3 separate regions of the Mus musculus genome follow, and regions 1 and 2 are each linked to region 3. A link is a contact called in public promoter capture Hi-C data. All regions are on one chromosome and are shown on one strand. Each heading gives the region's core, a stretch centred on a gene start, on an enhancer-like site or on the middle of the called end of the contact. The rest is flanking DNA. Distances are from core to core; before and after follow the strand shown.

What was found. Promoter capture Hi-C pulls out the DNA fragments that hold promoters and counts their contacts.
Region 1: a contact with region 3 is called in a promoter capture Hi-C map of liver, with 2.4 times the contacts expected there. The contact joins the enhancer-like site here to the promoter of Nr4a3 in region 3. A contact is called at or near these places in 2 of 39 promoter capture datasets (hippocampal neurons and liver), 1 of 484 Hi-C or Micro-C datasets (liver), 5 of 115 datasets of contacts at active chromatin or transcription factors (acute myeloid leukemia, embryonic forebrain, embryonic hindbrain and 2 more) and 2 of 9 other capture datasets (adipose tissue and macrophages).
Region 2: a promoter capture Hi-C map of hippocampal neurons shows a contact between it and region 3, with 6 times the contacts expected there. The contact joins the enhancer-like site here to the promoter of Nr4a3 in region 3. A contact is called at or near these places in 4 of 39 promoter capture datasets (embryonic stem cells, hippocampal neurons and stem cell-derived epiblast-like cells) and 5 of 115 datasets of contacts at active chromatin or transcription factors (SST interneurons, embryonic forebrain, forebrain and 2 more).

What each region holds. Positions count from the first base shown.
Region 1 is chr4:48,331,093-48,334,332 of GRCm38.p6, reverse strand. The region is part of intron 3 of Invs (inversin); the gene reads right to left. Among named protein-coding and RNA genes, the nearest start is that of Invs, 53 kb to the right of the region's middle. Within about 2 kb of position 1,717, at least 19 of the 459 cell types and tissues checked have an H3K27ac peak or open chromatin away from gene starts, as enhancers often do. A contact at or near this core is called in liver, where this site is marked.
Region 2 is chr4:47,771,382-47,774,775 of GRCm38.p6, reverse strand. No RefSeq gene overlaps it. Among named protein-coding and RNA genes, the nearest start is that of Gm32544, 130 kb to the right of the region's middle. Within about 2 kb of position 2,050, at least 18 of the 459 cell types and tissues checked have an H3K27ac peak or open chromatin away from gene starts, as enhancers often do. A contact at or near this core is called in hippocampal neurons and neural progenitor cells, where this site is marked.
Region 3 is chr4:48,043,647-48,047,128 of GRCm38.p6, reverse strand. Nr4a3 (nuclear receptor subfamily 4, group A, member 3) reads right to left here and starts at 1,824. Exons shown (of 8, transcript NM_015743.3): 1 at 1,413-1,824.

The DNA of each region.
Region 1 (3,240 bases), core at 468-2,967, 290 kb before region 3:
TTTACGGGCAATAGAAATAACAGTGGTTTCCATGGGATTGGCTCCAGGACACCAGCAGACACTGAGATCCACAGATACTCAAGTCTGTTATGCTAAATTCTATAATATTAGTAGATAGCCTACATATACTTGAAATCATCTCTAGATTATTTACAACAGCTATTACACTTTAAATTTTAAAGTTGTTTTACTTATTTATGGAGAATTGGGATAAGAAAAAATCTTTACATTTTCATGCAATTTCTCTCCTCACGTTTGAGAGCATCTAAAGATTCACAACCCACAGATATGGAGGAACAGTTGTACCTGGACTTTTGCTCCAAGATGGGTGTCTCTCATAGGGCAAGACACAGAGGAATGACTTGACTTAGCTTATAAAGGATTGCTCTGGGTGATTTACTGGCCACAGTTTGAAGGAGCTAGAGCAGAAACCAAGAGACCAGTTAAGAGTTTATCATAATCAACGTAAAGAGAAAGCTGTAACACTGCAGCACAGCATAATAGCTAGAATGAAAAGTGGTAGAAATGCTATGCTGAAAAATGTGCTGGGTTGGAGAGATGGCTCAGTGGTTAAGAGCACTGGCTGCTTTTCCAGAGCTTCTGGGTTCAATTCCCAACACTCATATCTCAGTTGACAACTGTCTGTAACTCCAGTTCCAGAGGCTTCAACACCCCCACAAATACATACCTGCAGGCAAAACACCAATGCACATGAAATAAAAATCAAGAAATTTAAAATATTAGAAAAGGTGGCTGAATTCTATATAAAACTAGAATGTAGTGCTAATGAGATTTATTGGTAGATTTCTGTCTTATACAGGCAAGCAGGAAATGGGAACTCAATATACGTTAACTAAGCTGAATTCCTGGTAGTAGTTCTTTTAAAAATGCTTAAACCTCCCATCCCATTGCTCCTCTTTTTGCTCTTGGTTGGAATTTTGTGGTAAGAACTTACTGGTGAAGATACCCCATATTTGGTCCAGGACATGAAATCAAGTTGGTACTGACCAGGAAACATCCTTCCTGCTGGCTAGCTTTCATAGTACTAAGGTGTTATGTAGGCTGTCAGAGGAGAAAAGTCATCAACAGACTTACCAAGCTGTGACCCTATGAACTAGAAGAATAACCAGTGTGGCAAGATATGCCAATGGATGCAAAAGTGACATGCATGCAATAAGGTTGGAGCTAACCAACTGTTTTCTGATTGGATTTAAAACACATGACAAAGGAAGGAATATTTCCTAGCATTGTGAATCAGGCTAAGAATTCATGGTTGGAGAGCTCATAGGCCCAAGGGCTGCGCCTACTTTTAGTATTTTGGCAAATGGATATATCAAACTTTTCTCTAGATTCTTATTCTCTAAGTTCATATCTTTATACTCATTAATTGGTGCAATTCTCAGGCCTTATCAGAGGCGTTTCTTTGTGCAGTGGATGGCTGTTAGTGTGGAAATTCACATGTGGCCAAAGTACAAAGACCTAACTGTCTGTGGAGGGGTCAGCTGTAAATGGGACATCCATACCTCACCCCTTACCCTGCAAGGCCCGGGAAGGGAAGAAGAGAGGGCTGAAAGGCTGGAAAAACCAGAGTGGGAGAAGGGAGCAAAACAGTGTCTTTGAACATGACGGGATTGCTGCACTCATGACTCACAGCAGCTGTGGCTGCCTGCACAAGACTTGCACAATCAAGCCACTCTACATGTTGGAATGTACACCAGAGTAGCCAAGGTTCTATTGATCAACAGATCTATTGATGACTTCTGGGGGAGGGAGAGCCAGTTTCCTTTAAGAGTATGACCTGGCAAACGTCACTATACTCCAGTAGATGGCCTTATCCCGTAAGTACATAAGCAGTACAAAATGGACTTGGGGGTTATTTAAAAACAAAAAGAGGTCATAAAGTTGGGAGGGAAACAGAGTTGTGGTAGATCTTCGAGGAGTTAAGGGGAGGGTGGGAGTGAATATGATCAAACCCATTGTATGCACATGAAACTCTCAAAGATTAAAAAATATTATACTAAGATGCTATGATCTGTCTCAAAGGCAGTATGCCAAGCCAAACTTTCTAAAAATGACTTGAAGGCAAGATTTCCTACACAATGTAATATTCTCTATCTTCTATGGGAGGATGAGAAAGATGAAGTACAGATATAAGATAGAAGCGGTGACCTTAAACTCCTTTGGGTCCAGATTAGAAAAGAACGTGATAAATCATGCTTTCATTTCTTAAAACTGCTCAGTGTCTGTCCATTGTAAAGGCTTAAGAATAATTTTCAGTCCAGTAATAATGAACACCTAGACTGTAGCCTGTGGTCTCCATCGACTTTTTTCTATTGAAAAAAAAAGCCCTTGGAGAAATGGCTAATTCTAGTCTAGAACCAAAATAAGTAAATAAATAAATCTTGACCATTAAGTTATAGTAGATAACAAAAGTAAGTTGTCAAATACTGGATTCATATGGAGCACACTATTGGTTAAGAATAACACCGTGTTAAACTGATACTGAAAATTCTAGGTCTAATTCAGAATGACATTAAAAAAAACAAAACAAAACAAAACAAAAATAGGTCATCAAGTTAGGATGCCAAGAAAACACTCCTTATTTTAAAAACTGGTAAACAAAATAAAAAGAAGCACTTATTTTTCTCCTGCACCTCTGAAGCATCTAATAGTAAGTACTAAGGTAAAGTTTATCTTGAACAAGTTATTTTAGCTAATAGTTGTAGAAGGGCTAACAGAATTTATAACATCACCTTTTGCAATTCCCAGTGAGCTAAAGGGCTCTAGTCACTGAGTTTCAGTAACTGCTGACATTAGAAGACAGAGGCAATGAGATCTCACCTCCCTCCGGATGACAAATACACCATAATAATGAAATAGTTCCCCTGTATCCCTGAATAAAGATTAAGCCTGAATGAAATCAAGCCTCTAGAGCCAATAACTAATTGACAGAGAATGAAGAGGTCTGAGGAATGGGTTAATTACACCTGGGAAGAGAAGCAACATCCTACTGAGACAAGCCATTTAAACTAAGACAGCAGGTTAGGCTAGAGTAAGGGATAAGACAGATAGACACCCCCCCACACACAAACCAAACCCCAAAAAAACTTGTACAAGTTGTACAAAGCGGTGAGAGGTATGCAGAAAAAAGGAAAGAAAAAAAAGAGATACAGGGTGAATCTATAGATTAAAAAGACTTTAAAAACATACAACCTGTCACTAAATAAGATGTTCAAACGA
Region 2 (3,394 bases), core at 801-3,300, 270 kb after region 3:
GCCCTTGAGGTTGGGGAGTTCAAGGTCAGAGCAGCAGTGAAGTCTGTATCTTTGGAAGAAAAATTGTCCTCTACTTCCTAAACATTGTCCCTGTTGCACACAGAGTAGGAGGATGAACAGCTCATAGAAGGAGGTGATGGCTCTTATTTTTGACAGACACTAATCCCATTTGCAAGGGCTCTGCCCTAGGCATTTAATCATAAACCCACCAAGGCTCTCTCGCTCTCTCTCTCTCTCTCTCTCTCTCTCTCTCTCTCTCTCTCTCTCCCTCCTTCCCCCTCTCCCTCCCTCCCTTCTTTCCACCTTCCTCCCTCCCCTCCTCAGGAAAACAATATGATCCATTTATCATTCCAAATTAATTTTTTCCAACAGGGTATTTTTATTGATTCTTATACACCCCTATCACATTCACCTCCAGTCCTTTCCTGTCTGCCCCCACCCTTGTTATTTCTCCCCAGAAAAAAAGTCCATTTTGTGCTAACCATATTTTTACTAGGGTATGGCCAAACTCTCAGTGACCTGCCACCTAGATGAATCTGGCATCCCTGATGGAAACCATTTACTGTGGAGGGAGACACCCTAGCATCCTATCACAGATTTTAAGAGTTCTTTGAATGGCTTCCTGTCTAGGTTGTTACTAATTTGGTGGGGGACGTGTAGGGGTAGAGGTAGGGTTTGCCACAGAAGTCTTCTATGTCTCTCTTTCTCAACTGTGCATCTGCAGTCATTGATATCGCTGTGAAAACTATTTGCTCTTTAAGGACCGTGAGAGCGTGGATCTCGGGCTTCCACACGCTTTCTGGCATCAGCACAGTACAAACAGGGCTCTTGGTTGCAGTAGGGCTATGGGCCTGGATAAGGCTCTCAGATGCAACTGGACATCAACATGGCTTCTGGTGATAGCATAAACCACTGACATCCATGTGACTTTCGGTGGTAGTACAGACGTGGACATCAACACAGATACGGCTGCAGTAAGACCACAGACCCAAATATCACCCTCATTGGCAGCATAGGTCATTCACATCAGTATGGTCAACAGAGGCAGCATGGCCCATGGACATGAACACAGCCTCAGTCCAGGGCACCAGCCATGAACATCATCATGTCTTCAGGAGACAACACAGTCTGGACATTAACCCAGACCTTGGCCACATCAGGGCCACTGATCTACACATGGCCTTCAGCAGCATCTCCGGGCATGGCGGTCCTTTGAGGAGGTCTAATCTAGAAAGTAGAGCTCCCATCATCTCGGGCCAAGATCTAGGGTGATCCTGTGTCTGGGCAGCTTGTTTGGGGACAAGTTCTGCATCTGCCCAAGCTTCTGGCTGCTGCTCACCTTCCTGAGTCTACTGGGCTATGACTTGATCAACAGTCAACCTCAGCCCTGTCTCTTACCCTTCACATTGACATGTCACCAGTTCTGCCTCTCTCCACAGAGCCTTTACCACTCCTTCTCCTCCTCTTATACTCCATCTTTCTGTCACCCAGTCTCCTTTCAATGACATCTGCAGGTAAAAGTGGGTGATGTGTGTGCCAGGCCTGACTGTCTTCTGCTGGGTGGTTCTGTTGCCCCTTCTCTTAATACTAACACACTGGCAATTGGGTTTCAATCTATGAAATTTGGGAAGAGCAGCAACCAGGTCCATTAATATGGCTTCTATGCACCGTTCTGGGGGCAAGACCCTTAATTTGCCTGTCTCCAGTGTGAGGTTTTATAAGAAGAGATTTCTTCCTTCTGTCTCAGAATCTTTTAAAATCTGGTCCTATCTGAATGTAGCTCAAGTTAGGAAAAACCTTCAAGTGAAATGGTCAAGACACAGGGCTGATATCAGTGTTATCTCGAGTTGAGAGCTGTCGACGTCTGCTAAACAGACCTGTGCAGCTACTCCAGGGTAAAATTAATTCTCAGACACCCTCACTGACACTTTACAGAGTCTTCACCAGCAGATGATTTTGACTGCTGCCGGCCCAGTCTCTGCTAATGGAGGCTTATAAAGGCCTTCACCATTCCTATGGTAACCCAGGAGAAAGGCTGTTGCCATGGGGACTAGCCAAGCCTATATAAACCTCCCATCACCATCAGACAGCTGAGAACAGGAGTGTGAGAATGAATCCTCCCTAGTTCACCTTCAGAAATTGCTAATAATTATCGTTGTTTTTTGGCAGGGAGCTCATTGTTTCTTTCAGGCAGAAACTCATTCACATTTTGAACTTGAAATGAGGATTGTTCAAAAGCTTGCTTGCTGATCTTGGTGTCAAAAAAACCGTCATCTACAGAATGAAATAGCTAGTGATTGAGCGGTTCCCAAATCTCTTCACTGTTACCAACCACTGAATGACATTCATCACAAGCATGTGAACAGCAGGCTGTTTCCAAAGAATGATCTGTTTCTTTGAGATGAATTAATTCTAGGCATGCCTGTTAATATGCTTCAACACTGACTTTTGGTTGAGTCTTGGAGAATCTCAGCTCCTGGAAGCCAGGATATAAAGGCAGAGTGCTCAGTGCTCTAGCATACAAAGAGCCAGGCAGTAGGACCAGACCAGAACTACTTCTGGGGATGACCAAAGAGTGTAGCTAAGTTGAAGCAGGCAATCAGAAGGAGGTCTTCTTCAGAGGGCACCTGAGACCCTACCTGGAGGTAGGAAGGACTGGGCTGGGACCTCCGAGGAATTTAGACATTTTCAGTAGAGGAAGGACATTGCATTCTGCAGGTGCCCTAATGCAGGCACCAAGTAGACATGGCAGCTCATGGCGGAGTGAGTAGCTCCTGCACGTAAAAAGCCCAGAAACGCTTCCTCCTGTCTTTCAATTATTTACTGAGTATTTGTTATGTGCTGTAAGATATGCTAGACCCAGAGAATACAGACGTGTTTAAGATTTGAGTCTGGCCAGGCCTTTCTCTAAGTCTACTTGGAAATGCCCAGATAAAGCACAAGTGATCGTGGGACATAATGTGACAAGGGGTCTTTTAAGCAGGCTTGCTCCACAAATGACTTTTCTTGAATAAGTGAATGAATGAATGAATGAAGAGTGAGTGAGTGAGTGAGTGAGTGAGTGAGTGAGTGAGTGAGTTAGTGAGTTGGTTAGGAATGATCTAATTAGAACCAACAATGTATTTAATGTTTGGGGTTTAGAATGAAAGAGAAAAAGTGATTCATTTACTTTCTGTGGGTTTGATTGGGATCCCATAGGGCAGAGCCACTGTGGAAACTTCTTCTAAAGGGTGCACGGTGCTCCCCAGCATCCTAAGCAAGAAGATCTCATGTTGATGGGAATGGTACCTTGGGGTGAGCTTCTTTCCTACTATGATTCATACTATGATGTATATGGTAACTGGTTCTTCTCATGTAGAGGTGGCTAGTTCCCACATCATTAAGGAGAGAGGAT
Region 3 (3,482 bases), core at 575-3,074:
CGAGGGAGCTTAGGCAAACCCCGGGGGGGGGGAGAGAATTTCTGTGAGCGAGTGCTGGGTCCGGGATTTGGGGGTGGGTGGGGGGTGCCTGTGGAGGGAGGGAGTGGTGCCACCCCCACCCCCGGCAGTCTTTGGCGTTATGTGTATCTTGCTGGGTTAAAACAACTCCAATAAAGTAATTTCATTCATTGTGTTCAGTATGCGCGTTGGGCAGCTTTTCTTTCTCCAACTTGGTTCTATAAGAAACATTTCCCGATTGTTGGCAAAGGAGCTCCAGAATTGGAACAGCGGAGGAATGGCCGAACCGAACCCTGTAACCTCTCTCCCAGCCCTCCCAGGCCCTAGGATAAGCAGCTCCAGAGCACTATTGACCACAGTCCCCGCGGCTCTTCCCTCGGGAGAAGCCGGGCACATAAACAAAAGGCCAGCTCCAAGAACGTTCTTGGAAATCAAGGGACCAATGCTCATGAGCTCCCGCATGACTGCCGGAAGCCTCCAACAGGTTCGAGAGGTGCCTTTGAAAGCCAGTCTCCGCCGGCTGCGCTCCGCTGCTCGGCTCCCCTTTTCACCATCGAGAACTTTCCTTTCTACTAAGAAGAAAACACTCGGAGCAACTTCTCCGAAAGCTCATTGAAAAGTAACACAAGCCTTTCCCACACCAGCCAAGGCCTGGAGAAGAGGGACCTGGTCCCCACGCGTGTCGGGGCGCGAGAGTCGGCAATTACACCCGATTACCTCCATGGGGAAAAGTGTAAACCAGCAAGTCGGCGACGCCAGGCAGACGTGCCTAGTGGAGCCCGGGGCTCATTTCAATACAATAAGCCGCATTCCTACAATTACACCCTCTTTGCTGAGCTCCTCCAGAGCCTCTGCAAACTCCGGCCGCTGCTGCCCAGGCACTGGCCCTCCTAAGCTTTCTCCCAGACAACCAGCTCCGTTTCACCATTAGACACATTAACTCGGACCCACCAGAGTCCCTATTTCCAATTCCACTTAAAAGGCAGGAAAATTACTGCCGTTCATCACCGGGGCTCCAACTCTGCCTCAGCGGCAGCCGCTGCCGCCGCCGCCGCCGCCGCCGAGAGCATCATTACCATGACAACTAGAGCCGAAATACCCTGAATTACGACGCTGGAGCAGCTACAGCACAAATCCAGGTCCTCCTCTTTGTTAGAGGCTTTTAGCCTCTTTGGGTGGGGAGAGGAATCTCACAAGCTTCAGAGTCCCTGAGGGCCAGCTACAAGGGAAAAGTTTCAGCTTGGAACCCACCGGTAGCTGGGCGAGAAAACCTGAAAGGGGAGGCGGCGGGAGGGGGCCACCCCATATTAAAAGTTGTCAATTTCAGGAGCGACACTTCCCAGCGCGCCAACTTTTAAGCAAGTCCCCACATTAACTGGGCATATCGTACGTACTTGGGTGCTGTGGCGGTTCCGTCTTTAGAGCGAGTTTCTAGAGAGCGACCCCGAAATCTGGATTGGGGGAGAGTCACAGCTGCTGTCCCGGAAGGGCTGCGGTGCACAAACCCAGCGGCTCCCAGAGGCGGTGAGCGGCTGGCGGGGGATGCTGCGATCCCAACTCATGGGAGAGCGCCGCCGAGAGGTTCCGCAGGCATCCAGTCTCCGGCTGCGACCAGGGGGTAGGATGTCGCCACGTTTCCCACCTCCACGGACACTGCGGGCTCTGTCAGCGTTGCAAAGTGAGCCCTGGAGGGGCGTCCGGCTGCGGCGCGGCGCGGCGCGACACTGGCGAGGGAGCCGGGTGAGAGGGGTGTGAGCGCGCGGGAGAGAGTGGAGTGTGTGTGCGGAGCGTGTGAGCGCGCGTGTGTCTGTCTGTGTGTGCAAGTGAAGGAGCGGGTGTGAGCGTGTCTGTGTATGGGGAGCGGAGGAGGAGCAGGCGCTGGAGGGGTGGGGGGCGGGAGGCAGGAGACTCGGCTCTCCCGGCTGCGCGTTCGCTCGCTCTCTCGGCACGTCATTTATGCCACAGGAGCCCTAGCAGCCTCTCCATAGAGTGCCTGGAATGCGAGACGTCAATGTGACGACATGGGACGCTACGTCACCCTCCTCCTCCCTCCCCTGGCCCAGCCGGTTCCGCGTGTGCGAGGGTGTGTGTGTGTGTGTGTGTGTGTGTGTGTGTGTGTGTGCGCGCGCGCGTGCGCGCGTCCTCCGGCCATTCTCACGGCCGCACAATGGAAACCACGGGGAGCTGCGGACCCCAGCCCTGAGGCTTCTCAGATTCGCGCGGCCAACCCCTCTGCACGGGAGCCGCTTGCCAGGGCGCCGGTCTACCAGAGGGTGCCGCAGCCCGCCCGCGGGTCAGGCGGGACCGCCCAGCTGTCAGGCTCCGGGTGGAGCAGAGTTGGAGGAGTGCTGCTGGCTCGCCTCCGAGGCTGCCCCGAGGCATCTAGCCAGGTCCAGGGGGTAAGAGAGAGGACAGCTCTTCCGAAAGGGAAGGCTACGCCAGCCAGCTTCTCCGAGTGACCTGGCAGTCGCAGCTGAAGGAGTCTGGCACCAGGCCGAAGACTCCCAGAGGTGCAGCTGTGCTTCCCTCATGCAATGGTTCTAAGGCTGTTTACGTCCCTCTGGCCCTCTGCGCCTAGGCTAATTTGCCTCTTCCTCCTGTCATGCTGTTAGTGTTTCACCCTAGGATGCAGACAGTTCCAGGGACAAGATTTTATTTCTTTTTACTTATGGTGTGAGGTTCTTGACTGGACGCTTTATAATCCAAAGAAGTGCACATCCAGCCACGCGCGCGCTGCACGAGAAACTATATATAAAACAAACACACCACACGTGTTGAACAGCTGAGTGAGTCTGACTGTTCCTCTACTCCCCAGCACCGGGTCAGACATGGAACTCAACTCGCATTTGAGGGTTGTAGATGCCTCCCCTTCCACCTCTCAAATGAAATATTCAAAATCAGTCAACAGGATTCATTAGGTTGTCTCTAGGGGATCTTAACTATGGTCTCCTGGGGCGGGGGGCGGGGGGGGGGAGGTACATTTGTCTTCCAAGTATGTAGAAAGTCTGGGCGACTGTATAAGGGACAGCGATTTTTTCCTGGAAAAAAATTTAGGGTGTCACTTTCTTGCTGAGAACAAAACAAAACAAATAACAAAAACAAAACAAAACAAAACAAAACATGTTTGAGTTAAGAACTCTTAGTTCCAAAGGTTGCTGCTAACTGAAAGTAACCTCTTTCAGAAAAAAAAATTTTTTTTTACGAAGACGTTAGAATGAAACAACACAGACAGACGCGGTCTCCAGTGGTCTGCTAGAATCTCAAGTGGCATTTTCTTTTGATCTGCCCCAACAATTGAGCGTGTGGGTGGCAAAGTTGGGGGAATAGGATCCCCTAGTCATAGCACATGCTTCAGAATCTAAGAAGGTTCGAACTAGGACCAGAAACTCGAAAAACAAAACAACACATGCATAGTGTGTCTCTCTGTCTACGCCTCCACTTTCACTTTAGCCGGCTGGTGTGCT